2 separate regions of the Mus musculus genome follow, and region 1 is linked to region 2. Evidence: chromatin contacts called from public promoter capture Hi-C data. All regions are on one chromosome and are shown on one strand. The core of a region is the stretch at or near the end of the contact, and the rest is flanking DNA. Distances in the headings are between cores, read along the strand shown. Region 1 holds the start of 4930524J08Rik. Region 2 holds the start of Polr2b (polymerase (RNA) II (DNA directed) polypeptide B).

What was found. Promoter capture Hi-C pulls out the DNA fragments that hold promoters and counts their contacts.
Region 1: a contact with region 2 is called in a promoter capture Hi-C map of cranial neural crest. The contact joins the promoter of 4930524J08Rik here to the promoter of Polr2b in region 2.

The regions. Positions count from the first base shown.
Region 1 is chr5:99,973,636-99,981,009 of GRCm38.p6, forward strand. It overlaps 4930524J08Rik, which reads left to right and starts at 5,300. Exons shown (of 2, transcript XM_030254981.1): 1 at 5,300-5,317; 2 at 5,402-6,031. The coding sequence starts at 5,300. The coding sequence ends at 5,917. It overlaps Hnrnpd (heterogeneous nuclear ribonucleoprotein D), which reads right to left and starts at 5,303. Exons shown (of 9, transcript NM_001077265.2): 1 at 4,757-5,303; 2 at 2,899-2,955. The coding sequence starts at 4,989. Gm42127 (a long non-coding RNA gene) reads right to left here and starts at 2,892. Exons shown (of 2, transcript XR_880475.1): 1 at 1-2,892.
Region 2 is chr5:77,309,142-77,316,034 of GRCm38.p6, forward strand. Polr2b (polymerase (RNA) II (DNA directed) polypeptide B) reads left to right here and starts at 1,343. Exons shown (of 25, transcript NM_153798.2): 1 at 1,343-1,489; 2 at 4,010-4,082; 3 at 6,709-6,859. The coding sequence starts at 1,471. It overlaps Noa1 (nitric oxide associated 1), which reads right to left and starts at 945. Exons shown (of 7, transcript NM_019836.3): 1 at 1-945. The coding sequence starts at 915.

The DNA.
Region 1 (7,374 bases), core at 4,050-6,549, about 23 Mb after region 2:
AGTGTTATCGAAATCTAGTATTCCTGGATGGGGATATGGCTCAAGAACACAACATTGCCCACACACTTAAGAAGCCTTATGAGCTATCTCCACTATGGACAGGAAAAAAAACACTGAATATTCTTCTCCTAAATCTAAGGCTTCAGCTTCCAATTTTACCAAAAGAAATTAACATGGACACACATGGACTTACATTCTTGGCCAATAAATCCAATCTCACTAAATCAAGGCCAGTCAATCTAGCACTTCGATACTCAAGGTCGTCGTCCCCCCCCCCCCCCAGAGCAATGTTCAAACTGTTCCAGTAACATTGGGGTTTCTATTATACTCTCCAATATTTTAAAGACATGTGTGATCCCCTTCTCAAACAGCAGAGAACAATCTCCACAAGATTCTACTTGAGCTCACACACTAACGGTTCCAGGCCAGCTGGGTACTGCCCTGACAAGTGCTCCACTGACAACTCAATGAAACTGTCGAGCTTCCTACTCAACCACATTCTGGAGGTGGGGGTTAGGGTGGGAATGATGAGTCATTGTATCTAAGCTGGTAAAACTGTCTACAAAACTGACACAGTATTCTAGGTTTCCAATGTTCTTTCAATTTCCAAAACTGTCCTCCATACAATGTGGCATGCACATTTCAGCAGACACTACCTACCCCCAAAGAACCAGAGCACTATAAAGACTACAAACTGAAAGCAAAATGAGGAATTCCAATGCAACTAATTATATCTAAGAAATAACAGGGATCTTAAAAGTTGTAGATAGTAAAGTGGCCAACAAGATGACCAGAGTCCAATCCCCAGGACCCACATTACAGAATGAGAGCAGACTCACTAACCTCCTCTCACACACACACACACACACACACACACACACACACACACACACACACACACACACACGTGAACCCAACATCAAAACACAATTTTAAAGTAACTCAGAAAGCAATTTCACTATGATGAGACACTTAACAAACTCATTAATCTTGAAACAAGGGTGCTTTTCTAAAAATAACTTCATGTTCACATATGAATAAACAATAATACATAATAAAGCATGTCAAATAACAAACTCATCTTTAAAAAATATTTTAGCAGGAAAACCAGGAAGAGTAGCATTTACCTACAGTCCCCAACACTTGAGGTGGACACAGGAATATTAGGCCAAGGTCAGCCTAGGCATGTAGGAGACCTTTCCTCAAAAATAGTACTTCAAGATGAAACTTCATTTTAACAGGAGCTGCACTGCACACCAAAGTGTTTTTAAGAAATTAACTTCACAGGGCATTTAATCTACTGACTGGTCTCATCTCCACTACAGAGATTATATTATTAAACTGGTGTGGAAAACAGAAACATGGAGTGTACACATATAGATACCAAAAAGGTATGCTTAAAGATCTTCATTGTTTTGCTCAGAAAGTCTAGCATCTGCAACAAAACGGAGTTGGGTAAATTGACATTTATCAAATCAAATTAGAGAAAGAGGTGGGAAGAACAACAGGGGACATCTGGTCACAGTGGCCACACACCTGTAGTCCAAGAGACTTGGCAGCTGAAGAGCCTCCTAAGCCTGGGCAACGCAGTGAGACTGTCTCCAAAACAAGTGCTGGAGAGTAAGGATGCCGTCTAAGTACAAGACTGCTTGAGTAAAACCTACTACTTCAGAAAGGCTGCCAGTGGAGACCCAGCATCATCTATCTGGACAGTTCCATAACATTTACACTTAAGTTATCAAACTTTCTCCAAAAACTGATCCCAGAAAGCTCTACAAGCATTTGCTACTTATTGAACGAGGGGACAAAGATAACTTTTTTAAACAGTAAAAAGAATGACCTTCTAATCTAAAACATGGTCAATTCAACTTACTACAAACAACTAAGGTTCAAATAGAAGTCAAATAAGGTTTAATTTGCCATCATTAGTCAACTTACTGTGCCCAGCAGGCACCAAGACAGAATATTCATCTAAACATTATTATGTCACACTCAGACCCTAGTTTGTTTTTTTCCATTTTGTTTCTTTTATCTGTTAAACTTCTTTACCCCCAACTTAAAACTGGACAAATATCAGTAGAAGGGAAGTTAAAAAAAAAAAAAACATATAAAATTTAAGTGTTATCCAAAATAACTTAATAGAATATGGTTTGTACAGACATAGGCAATGTACTGGCTTTCTAACCTCCAATGGTAAAGATCAAAGTATGACCCTAAGGGCAGAGACTGACATTTCAGGGGGGAGAAGTGGGGTAAAAAGAATGCTCAACCTACCAGCCTCCAAGGGAAGTCATGCAAATGTGAACACATGTCAACCAACTGTAATTAACATCCCAGCCAAATCACACTGAAAATAAAAAGCCTGATAAGAGCTGTAGTGGAAAGCCACATTTAGCCCACCTATGAATATATACACAATGCTTAAAGTATACAGGACTTTGCATAAAGCATAGTAATACTTAAGGAACTGTCTACTTGACAGAATACTTCAGTATAACATGCAAGACATTTTAACACGCAGTATCTTTATCAAGTAACCTTTATATTTAGCATTAAGCTTAGAATTTAAACAAAAATATTTCAACCTAATAAAAACTAAATGAAAATACAGTAACTTTTGTTTGCCCATATTTAAAAGAAAAATTAATAATTACATTTAGTTTAGGTTGGTCAAATTGTCAACTCATCATGCATTACCACACAGCATATCACGCAATGGCGTTCTTGCCCAGATTATTTAGGGTATCTAGAAAGGCCTTACATCCCAGGCACAAGACTCAGCCTACAGTATTAATGTCTAAATCTCCTGGGACTCAATGGGCAACTAAATTACAGAGCCTCTGCATGTTATGACTACTGAAATCTTTATAAGACAGAAATAAAATGTAAAAGTTTTACCATTCTTCCCGCTGTGCCGCCGCTGCTTCAGTGTGTCGTGGGGAGGAGTTTGAATGGCTAGGGAATTAACAACCGGTACAGCAACCAATCAAAATTCTAGTTTTAGTTTTTGACATTGTTAGGGTTAAAAACTAATTCATTTATATTTCAGTTCAACAAAAAACTTCAAAAACAGCTAGCTACTTTCTAACTTCAAAACTCAAGGGTAATAGAAAGCCTGCCCCAGTTACAAATTAACCATTTTGGTGCCTCTGTCCAAAGAACAGAATTCAGAAAGCAAAAACCAAAATGTTAAAAAAAAAAAAAACCTTAATTTCTTCAAATATTTAACATGTATTCCCTTCTCAAATTAAGCCACACATCGTTCAATATTAGTTCCATTTAATTAAATTCACTTCCCATCCCACCCTCAACTCCCCACTAAAGCCAGTACAACCATTAGCAGACTGCAGAGAATCAGCCTGAACTGAGATTTTCTTAAACATTATACTCCAAGTCCTTCTCCACTGTCCCAACACCCCTACAAATTTTATACTCTTAACCAGTAGTGGAAATCACGGGTTAAAATGACACCTTTCTAAAAACTCCCCACCAAAACTTTCTCCTGGTTATAGTGAAAAAAATTGCATACGCACAGCCCCACTATAAAAAGTATCGAAACCATAACTCAAGATCAGCAATCTGTAATGGGAACAAGAAAATCTAAGGACCCGGATCGAACCCCCTTTCCTTGTCTCCTGAATGATACTCAGCTCCCAAAGGCTGCATTTTAACATTATTAAAAGCAGCTTCTGGTGGCGATATAAGTTACTTCAATTAAAGGAAGCAAGTTAGTATTTTAAAAAAACCTGAAAAAAACTAATTCATTGACCACCACAGGATTTATTGCGTATTAAAGGGTGAGTGGGCTCCTTTGAACAATAGTGAGAGGGTGAGACTGAGAAGAAACCAAAACAGGCTCCTGGGCACTGAAAAGGCGGGAGAGAGATGTAAAAAATGTAGTTGCACAGACTAAATAAGGAAAGACTACAATCTGTACAAATAGGCAACCCAGAATCTGAGGGCGCGAAAAGGGTGCATAGAGAGAATAACTTGGCAGAATGGGGGAAGGGCAACCGCAGGCGGGAGGTGGAAGAGCCCCAGTCAAGTACAGGCCCCATCGACCAGGAAGGACTTAAATGGAGCCCGCGGAGCCACACCAACGCGCCAGCAGACCAGGGACTTTGGCAGGCCCGGTCTGTCTACAGCACAAACGCAGGGCCTGTAGGAGCGTGTCGTGGTGACAGCGTAAAGTGGACAGAACGAACGAATCCTAAGACGAAAACTATTTAAAAGCAATGGCCTGCGGCCGACGCGGGAGAAAAGAGAGGTGGACAGCCTACAGCTTTCCCAAAGCAAGAGCGTGTCAATAATCGCACCGTCTCGGGGGCGAGGGCGAAGCGCCCGACCAACCTTGGCAACCCTGGTAAAAAGCTTTTCTGTGCGTTTGCATTTTTAAGCCTAAGAGGTTAGAAATCCGGGAGACGTGGGGGTGGGGTGGGAGGGTAAGCTCCGACAGGCGGGAAAAAATCCTGGCGGCCACATCGGTGGGAGGAGACCCGCGGCGAGGGAGGAAAGAGGGCGGGCCGCGGAGTAGCATGGTGACGGCTAAAGGTGGAAACGTGTGTGATGGGGGAGGGGGCGAGCAGGCAGGGAAGGAGATGCAGGCCCGGGGGGGAGCCCGAGGTACAAGAGGGGCGGCCGAGGGGGCGACTGCACTGGGGCCTGCGGGCGGGCGGGCGGTCGCGGGAGCGAGGCCTAATGGCGGGGAGGGGGAGGGGGCCTGGCGAGCGGCTGCCCGGGGCCGCCCCTTACTCACCCTTCATCCTCCTCGTTCTTACTGGCGTCGATCTTGGCTCCCTCTGCCTCGGCGCTGCCTCCTTCGGTGCCTCCGGCCGCAGAGCCGCCGCCGCCGCTCCCGCTTCCCGCCGCCGCCGCCGGCCCCTGCGCCGCCGCCGCCACCATGGCTCCCTCCTGCTCGCCCGCCGAGCCGCCTACCGCCGCCGTTGCCGCCGCCGCCGCCCCGTCCCCTCCGAACTGCTCCTCCGACATAGTGCTACTGCCGCCGCCGAAGACGACACCCGCCGACGCCGCCGCCGCCGCGAACCGAAACTAGCAGCAAAGTAATCCCCGCCGCCGCCGCGCGATGCCCGCTCTACCTCGCGAGGCACCCTAGACAAGGCGCGCGCGTGGCTGCAAGGGCTCCTGCGCCTCTCCCCGGCCTGCCCCCCTCGCCTCCCACTCTCGCGCAGCGCGCTCTCTCGCTCTCCCCGGCTGCACTGAAAAAAAAAAGAATGAAGTAGCAGCGGCGGCCACTCTCGCCTCCTCCTCGCTTTAATGGCGCCGCCGCGGACCACCTAAAATGGCCGACGGAAGAACGGCGCGTCCCGGTCACGTGGCTCCGGAGCGCGCCCTTTGCGCCTCCCCCGCCCCCGTCCACCGCTAGGCCCCGCCCCCCGCGCAGGCCCCGCCCTCCCCGTCCCTTTCCGACTGGCTCTCACGCCCCGCGGTCGCGCGGCGCGGGCCTTTAAAGAGGACCGGAAGTGGCGTGCGCAAGAGGGGCGCGCGGGTACCATCGAGAACAAGGAGCGCTGGTTCGAGGGCGCGGCTAGAGAGGCCTCCCCCGCCCCCGTCCCTTGGCCCCGCCCTTCCGCGGATTCCTGGAGTCACCGGCCGCTCCTCGGCTTTGGTTGGCAGGCGCGGCCGACCTGGAGGGGTGTGGTTCGTCCATCCCCAGCGGAGACTTCGTGGAGGCTGCCCTCAGGGAGCCACGGCTGTGGGCCCCGGGACCTGCGTGGGGCAGCGGGCCGCGCCTGTGCAGTGCTCCGCCGTCCCTGCGCCGGGTGACATTGAGGCTCCGCCGCGGCGCTGTCCAAAGGCGGCTTTGATGGTCGAGGCTGCCTCTTCTCAGAGTTGCTTCCCTAGTCTTAAGCTTTGCCTCCGTTATTACAAGAGCCTAACGCCGGCCACGATTCTTTGAAGTCACTATGGATTGGGAAGTGTATGTATTAAGGTCGACTCCAGGGCTCCTTTTTTTTTACGAGTTACAGTCCTTGTATTAAACAGGATATATAAATGTCATGAATCATCTTTACGAGGTTTCTGGGTTTGTGGTGTTGAGGTGGCGATTTTATAAAAAGAAAAAAATGAAACGCCGTTAGGCGTGTGATTCACGATTTTAAAATTAATCGCTAAGAAACCTATTGGAATTCCTACTCAGGAGTTAGACTTTGAAGCTTCCTGCAAGACTTAGAAGAAAATGGAATTTCTGGTTTGGTTTGGTTTGGTTTGGTTTGGTTTTTTTTGTCGTCAACCACTCGACTGCTTAGTAAGTATCCAGTTTCCAAACAGGGTTTGGAGAAGTTTACAAAAGACAGCATACAGGGACAGGACTTCAGCCCAGCTAATTAGGTACACGCTGTAATCCCAGAACTGTGATCCCAGAGAAGGGAGGAAGGACTGTTGAGGCCAACCTGGCATTACCCCTTAGCAAAACACATAAAAAAATTTTAAATAAATGCTTCCCATGGTGTACTTTAAGTCAATTTACAGTAACTGTACATAATCTGAAAATCCCAACGATTAAAACAAGATTTATCACTACAGTTTGTTACAGAATCCATAAAATGAAAGAATATGCATCAAATAGTGGAAATGTCTTCAACATTGAGCAAATCACAGACAGGCAACCACCAAGATGATTGGCGAAAAAGAAGTGATTCCACGTTTTTCTTTACCATCCAAAAATACTGACCAAATAAGATGACTCAAGTCAAATATTGCAGGTTGGCAACAACTTGGATGAACCCGAGGTTTTTATTTATCCTATGGATTTAAATGATGAGCCTTTTAGAAAAACTGGTTGTAGTGGTTTAGAGATTGGTCCCAAAGGCTCCTATGTTTGAATGTTTTAGTCACCATGCCATGGAACTGTTTGGGAAGGATTAGGAGGCATGGCTGTGTTGGGAGATGGTATTCATGGAATTTGCTTTGAGGTTTCAAAGGCCATACCAGGCCTTTCTGCCTGCTGCCTGTGGATCAGGATGGAAAGCTCTCAGCCCACAGGTCATTGCCTACCCTGCCTGCTTCCCACCATGCTGACACTGGACTACCCCTCTCAAATTAGAAGCAAGCCCCCAACCAAATGCTTTTCTCTTACACATTGCATTGGTCCTCACAACAGTAGAACAGTAACTAAGACATCATTTTACCGAAAAAAGTTTACTTTAATTCACAGGCAGCCCTGTCGCTTCTGGAATTTGAGTGTTACTCAAGAGTTCCTCACACTAAGGCCTACGTGCCTTGTTTTGTTTTCTTTTTTGAGACAGGGTCTGTAACCCAGGCTGGCCTGGAGATCACTGTATAGCCTAAGGTGGCCTCACACTCTGGGCAGTATTCCTGCTTCAGCCTCAGGAATGCTGAGATTATAGGGTTGAG
Region 2 (6,893 bases), core at 93-2,592:
GGACGGATTCTGATTCTTTATCTCCTCCAGTGGCTCATCCCCGGCAGGGTACTGTGGTCCTTGATGACCAGGAGCCACCACGAGCCCGGCGCGGATGCAATCGTCCCACAGCCGCTTCCGCAGCCGCTTCAAGTAGCCGGGAGCGTCCTGGGGCAGCAGGTCCACTTTGTTCCCCAGCACGATGAGTTGCTTGGGGCCCACCAGCTTGGGCAGGTCGGGCAGCAGGGCGTCCGGCAGGTCTAGAAGATTCACCATATAGAGCACCAGAGCCGGCCCGGGACGCCGCAGCGCTGCGCTCACAAGCTCCAGGTACTGATCGCGGCTTACCTGCAGGCGCAGGGCTCGTCCGTGGTGCACCAGCAGCCAGCAGCGTTGGCACACGGTCCGCGCCGGGCCGCCTTCCGCCTGGGCAGCGTCGCGGAACTTCTCCTCCGGCAGGTAGCCCGGCAGGCCGGGATGCTGGCAGTGCAGCTCGGCTCCGCAGCCCGAGCAGTAGATGCCGCTGGGCGGCACCGAGGCGTCTGGAAACTCCGGGACAGGCAGCGTCCGGAAGCCCGCCCGCAGCTTCTGCTGAAGCCGCTCCTCCCGCTGCTGCAATCTCTCTCGTTCCTTCTCCTGCTGCAGCTGCTGCAACTCCCGCAGCTCCTGCAACTCCCGCACTTGTTCCTCCGGGGTCCGCTCCGGGACGTACTCCGGGAACAGAAAGCGTTCCTCCGTGTCCGGGCCTTCTGCATAGTCCTCGGTCGCCGTGGAGCTCGGGGGAACCCGACGGCCCAAGGATGATGCACGCTGGCGGATGGGGACCTCACACTTCCCCTCCAGAAGCCACCGTGCTGGGCCGTAGCACGCAGCGGCCGGCGCGGGGCCCCGCCGGAGCCCGCAGAGCAGCCCGCAAGCCAGGCGCGCGGGCAGCATGTGGACAGCGCGAGGAGGGCGGGGCCTCGCGCGCGCACGCGCGCTCGCGTCCGAGAAGTTCCTCCCCCAGCGACTAGACGAGAGGGAACTGTCCAACAGTGCGGCCGATTCTCGCACTCTCGCGATGACAGCTCTGAAACTCGAGAGTTCAGGCAGACGTGCAAAGGCACGGACTCGATAGAGCTGGGTGAGCAGAAGGTTCTCCAGTGCTCAGTCCACACGCGGAGCCATTTCTTTCATAAATCTTCAAACAAATCAAAACACGCAGCAAGAAACTTTCATTAGCGTAACCTAACTTCTGGCTAAGGAGCCGTCTGTCCTCAGCGGCAGCCAGCTAGTCATCACTCGCGCATGCGTAGTTCAAGTCCAGCCAGACCCTTTGCCAGTCGTCTGCGCAGGCGCAAGCCTCACACCCCGCCCCCTCGCTGAGACGCCGAGGATTCTGGGAACGTCGGAGACGGACATTGCTTGGTATCGCACTCTTGAGTTTGCCGCCGCGCTTCCCGTCTCCAGCTTTGCGATTCCGAGTAAGAGCTCCAGAAACCTTTGGCCAAGATGTATGACGCCGACGAGGGTAAGTGACCGCTTGAGGCACGCTTCACGCTATAGCCCCTTAGGCGGGACGGCGGGGGACCTGCAGCAGGGATCAGCGCCAGCCGCCGCATCCCGTCCGTGGCGCGCGGGCTCCCGGCAGCCTGGTTCCTACGATTTAGCCCGGGAACGAAGTGGGCTTTGCTAGCGGTGCAGGCTCGGGGTTCACGTTCCTGGGTCGGCTTGATTGCTCCCTACACGGCCTCCCGTTAAATCTGTAACCACCTTCCAGAATCGACATAGCGTAGCTTATTAACTAACATTTAGTTGTTTGATGTTGATTGATTTCATTTATCATTTCAGTCGACTTATTGAATAGCTATTATTATTATTATTATTATTATTATTATTATTAAACGGCACAGGGAATTGAACCCAGGGCCTGTCTGCACATACTCTGCTTCTGAGCCATATTTCTAGGCCCAGGAAGCTCAATTTTTGACCACGTCCTTGTGTTAGACATTGTTAAACTCTGGACGTATTAGGGACAAAGAACGGGTTCTGGGTTGACATTCCTTCACACTGTCTTCAGTTTAAGTAAACTGCCTTAAAAGATGGCCTTAAGCGGTCACTTCCCACGAGATGACAGTTCTAGGATGGTATGTTTTCCATTTTCACGAGGACAAAATGGCTTTTTACTTTTTGTATGAACACTTCTTAGTCCTACCCATTTTATTTTCATGTTGTGTGTGTGTTTTTTTTAAGCTCCCTTTTCTCTGATCAAAAATCATTTTATTCCAGCTCCCAACTTTGTGGCTGTCCTATGCATTCCCCTCCCTCCCCCTTTTCTCATGGAAACAATAGAAGCAAACGCTTTAACTTTTAAAATTGCTTCAATGTCTCAGACCCATTCATACCTCATTAGAATCTATTAGAATCGTTATATTCTTTTTAAAGTTATTCTTACTTGAAGGAAATTTAGGAGCTTTAAAACCATATGACATTTATTTATTTTGTGCATATGTATGAATGTGGGCGCACTCATGGGGTGTACCATAGAGGTCCTGGAGTTTGAATTCAGGTTCATGGCCCTCAGACTATATATTTCTGTAGAGCATATTTCACTCTTCAGATACTTTTAACAGGAGCGTGATGCTCAAACGAAGCTTTCTTACTGGACTGGAGATGTAGCCTGGTGCTCGTACTGCCTAGTGTGGGCCATGCTCTGCAGTCAGTCTTAGGCATGGAGGGGGTGGGGGAAGGTCATACTATTTGGAAAGCTGTACAGGGCATGGTGGGCATGAGTTGACTCTCTTTCAGAGTTTCTGAATCAAGGGGGCTGGAGAGATGGCTCAGCAGTTAAGAGTACTTGTCGCTCATTCTTGCAGAGGACTTGGGTTTGGTTCCCAGAACGTGCTGTGCATGAATCTAGGAGATCCAATAGTACATATCCGGAGCCCATGCGTGCATGTAGGCATAAAGATCATATGCATAAAATAAAAGTAAACCTTGAGAAAATCTGTGGGATTTCTGACTGGAATGTCTGTAAGTGGCTCTTACAGTTTGGCATTATCAGCGAGCATTGGGAAAGTATTAGAAGCTTTTTAGTGACAGTTCTGGCCTTCAGAGCAAACAAGTCAGAATTGCAGTGCTTTTTCTGACCTTGTCCTGAAACCATGTGACCTCATTCTAGCCGCAGGCTTTACTGGAGAGTTGAAAATTATGAAAACCCATGGAGAGGATGTATAGACCCTTTATCTTTGTTTCTTTTTGAGACAGGGGCTCATCGTGTCTCTCAGACTGGCCTGTCATTTATGGTGATCCTTCTACTTCTTGCCTCCTGAGTGCTGGAACGGCAGGTGTGCACCAGCATGCCTGGCTGACTCCTTATCTTGATAGGAGGGGCAAGATCACAAAGAAGAGGGTTGGGAATCTTTGGAAAAGGCCAGGCATGTTGGCACATGTCTTTAGTCATAGGTTGAGAGGCAGAGGCAGGAGGATCTCTGTAAGTTTAAGGCCAGTTCTTGTAGCTAGACTACATAGTGAGATCCTGTCTCAAAAAAAACCCCAAAAACCCATATATATATAATACATATATACTATACATATATGCATAGTGTGTATATATATATATATATATACACACACACATGTACATGCATGTATATATCATACATTTGAAATATGCATATATAAATGTATGAAATGTTGAAGTCATAGACCACCCCAGGGTGTTGCTAAGTTAAACAATTTTCCCTCTCATTGTTGTCTATGAGGCCTTACTGGTCAGAGGATCTTGCTCCTGCTTAGCTCTTAGTACATGGATTTTTCTTGAGCAGACAGAAATTATAAATTCTCACAACTTAACCGAACCTTTGTTGTAAAAACTCTATATAGGAAGAATATTAATATGACATAGGCATATGACATTAATTGTCTGAAATTCTAGGAAAGTCGGGTGACGTGGTTGCCTTTTATTTAGCAGAGTGCTATTTACTTCATGGAGGTGACTGTGAACTCGTGGCATGTCAGGGCCAGTGAGCATAGTGTTTTGTTTTTGCAGACATGCAATATGATGAAGACGACGATGAGATCACTCCGGATCTGTGGCAGGAAGCATGCTGGATCGTGATCAGGTAACTCGACCGAATGGCACAGGCTTTAGTCGATACTAGAAGGTCTGGTCCTGTTGTTCTTTTCCTTCTGGATAGACCTTGGTCTTCTCTGTGCTTGCTAATGGATGTAGCATCTATTAGTTACTTACAGGGCTGGCTTTGTTTTATGCAGACAGTACTGTATGCAGCGCTGGATGCTGTGGAACTTGCTGCAGTCTGGGCTGGTTTGAACCTCTTGCTTCAGCCTTCTGAGTGCTAGGATTAGAGGGGCACCTCACCATGACTGGCTGTATTTATTTAAAGTATTTCCACCTTAGAGAAAAGCTAAAAAATTCATTTATGCACTTCATTGAAGCCTTAAATATTGACCTCATACGATTTGCTTGTGTGCTTCTTGTTGTTTGAGACGGGTTTTCTGTGTAGCGCTGGCTGCTCTGGAACTGCTTTTGTAAACCCTGCCCTCGAACTCACAGAGGTCTGCCTGCCTTTGCTTCCTGACTGCTGGGATTATAGGCGTGTGACACCACCTGGCCGACTGCTGGGATTATAGGCGTGTGACACCACCTGGCCTACTTTTTCTTTTCTTTTTTTTTCTTCCTCTCTTTGTGCATTTCTCATTAGAAACATTAGAGAGTAAGTAGCAGGAGTTTTTAATAACATAATCACAATATAGGAATTAATATGGATACAACAATCTTACTTAACTTATAGTATCTACCTACGTTTTGCTAGTTACCTTACTTAGTTTTATAGCAAACAAAAAATTTTTTTCTCATTCTGGACCTAGGGCTATCTACTGGAATTTTTTTTTTTTTTTTTTTTCTTTCTCTCAAGGCAGGGTTTCTCTGTATAGCCCTGGCTGTCCTGGAACTCACTTTGTAGACCAGGCTGGCCTGGAACTCAGCAATCTGCCTGCCTCTGCCTCCCCAGTGCTGGGATTAAAGGCGTGTGCCACCACTCCCGGCTATCTACTGGAATTTATTTTTGTCAATTAGTGTTTTTGAGACCAGGACTCAGCATAGCCTGAGCTGGAACCTGCTAGTCCTCCTGTCTCAGGTCTTTGAGGGTTGTAGGTTTTGTTGTTCTTTTTTAGTTTTTTTTTTTTTTTAATTTTACTTTTTTTGTGTTTCTATGCCTATGTGAGTTTATGCATGCCTAGTGTACAGGTACCCATGGAGGCCAGAAGAGGGCGTCAGATTCCCTGGAACAGGAGTTGCAGATAATTGTGAGCCACCGCGTGGGTGCTAGGAATTGAACTTGGCTCCTTTGGAAGGATCAGCCGCTTGCTCTTTACCAGACTATGTAAAGCTATGTGTCTAGCAACAGGAATATAGACTCTTAACTGCAGAACCATTTCTTCAGCTTCATACATTTTCTTTTATGACTTATTTTTCTGCTTCCTTCAATCTGAAACAGTTTCTCAGCCTGTCTTCTTTTTTTAAGATAAGAAATCTGGTCGGTTATTTTGTACAGTACTTGTGGGTTGTGGTTTGTCTGGCTTTCCTTGTATTGTGTTTGGATGAGTCCTTTGTATTAAGAGGTGCACTTATTACTATTGGTATTATTGGTGATGCTAATCTAATTCTGTTTGTTGTTAAATTATTGTAAATGAGTAAAGTCATATCAAAGTTGTGTTTCAGTCCAGACTCCGACCCTTTTCCAAGTGTAATTGAGCTGAAGTAAAACACAGGATGAGCACTCAGAAATAAGTGACAAAGTTCTACCCTGTTATGTCAGGAACACCACACCAACAGTCACATTGTATATAATAACATGGCAGTGGGAAATGCTTCGAGTTTGGATGAAGTTTGTTTATAGATCAGAGCTGCCTTATAGTTGTTATGTTGTGCTTTAATTGCCCACCGTTTTCTCCTTTCTCCCTCCCAAACATGTCTGCAAAGAAAACACTCCTGGCCTTATGTAACTGGCCTTATGTAATGATTGATGTGTATTGGTTGGCATCTCATCAATCTTTGTTGAATTGGATTAAGTCAGCAGTTCTCAACCTCACTAATGCTCTGACCCTTAAAACAGTTCCTCGGGCTGAAGAGATGACTCAGTGATTAAGAGCACTGACTAGGGCTGGAGAGATGGCTCAGCGGTTAGGAGCGCCGCCTGCTCTTCCAAAAGTCCTGAGATCAAATCCCAGCAACCACATGGTGGCTCACAACCATCTATAACAAGATCTGATTCCCGCTTCTGGAGTGTCTGAAGACAGCTACAGTGCACTTACAGATAGTTAAAAAAAAAAAAAAAAAAAAAAGAGCACTGACTACTCTCAGTGTCGTGAGTTCAATTCCCAGCAACCATGTGGTGGCTCACAACCATCTGCAGTGGGGTCTGATGTCCTCTTCTGGTGTGTTTGAAGAGAGCAACGGTGAATACATAAAAAACAAACAAACAAAGCAAAAATAAAACCCAAAATAGTTCCTCATGTTATGGCAACCCCCAACCATAAAAGTATTTTTGTTGCTGTTCAGAAGTGTAAATTTACTACTTTATGAGTTGTAATGTACTTATTTTTGGAGATAGAGATTTGCCAAAAGGGTGACAACCCACAGGTTGAGAACTGCTGGATTAAATGAAAATGAAATATGCAGGAAAACAAATTGAGTTGCAACTGATTATGACCTTAATATTTTCCTAGTTCTTACTTTGATGAGAAAGGCTTGGTCAGACAACAGCTGGATTCCTTTGATGAGTTTATTCAGATGTCTGTTCAAAGAATTGTGGAAGATGCACCACCGATTGACCTACAGGCCGAAGCTCAGCACGCCAGTGGAGAAGTTGAAGAGCCGGTAAGACAGTTATTTCCCTGCTGCGCCGGTGGCG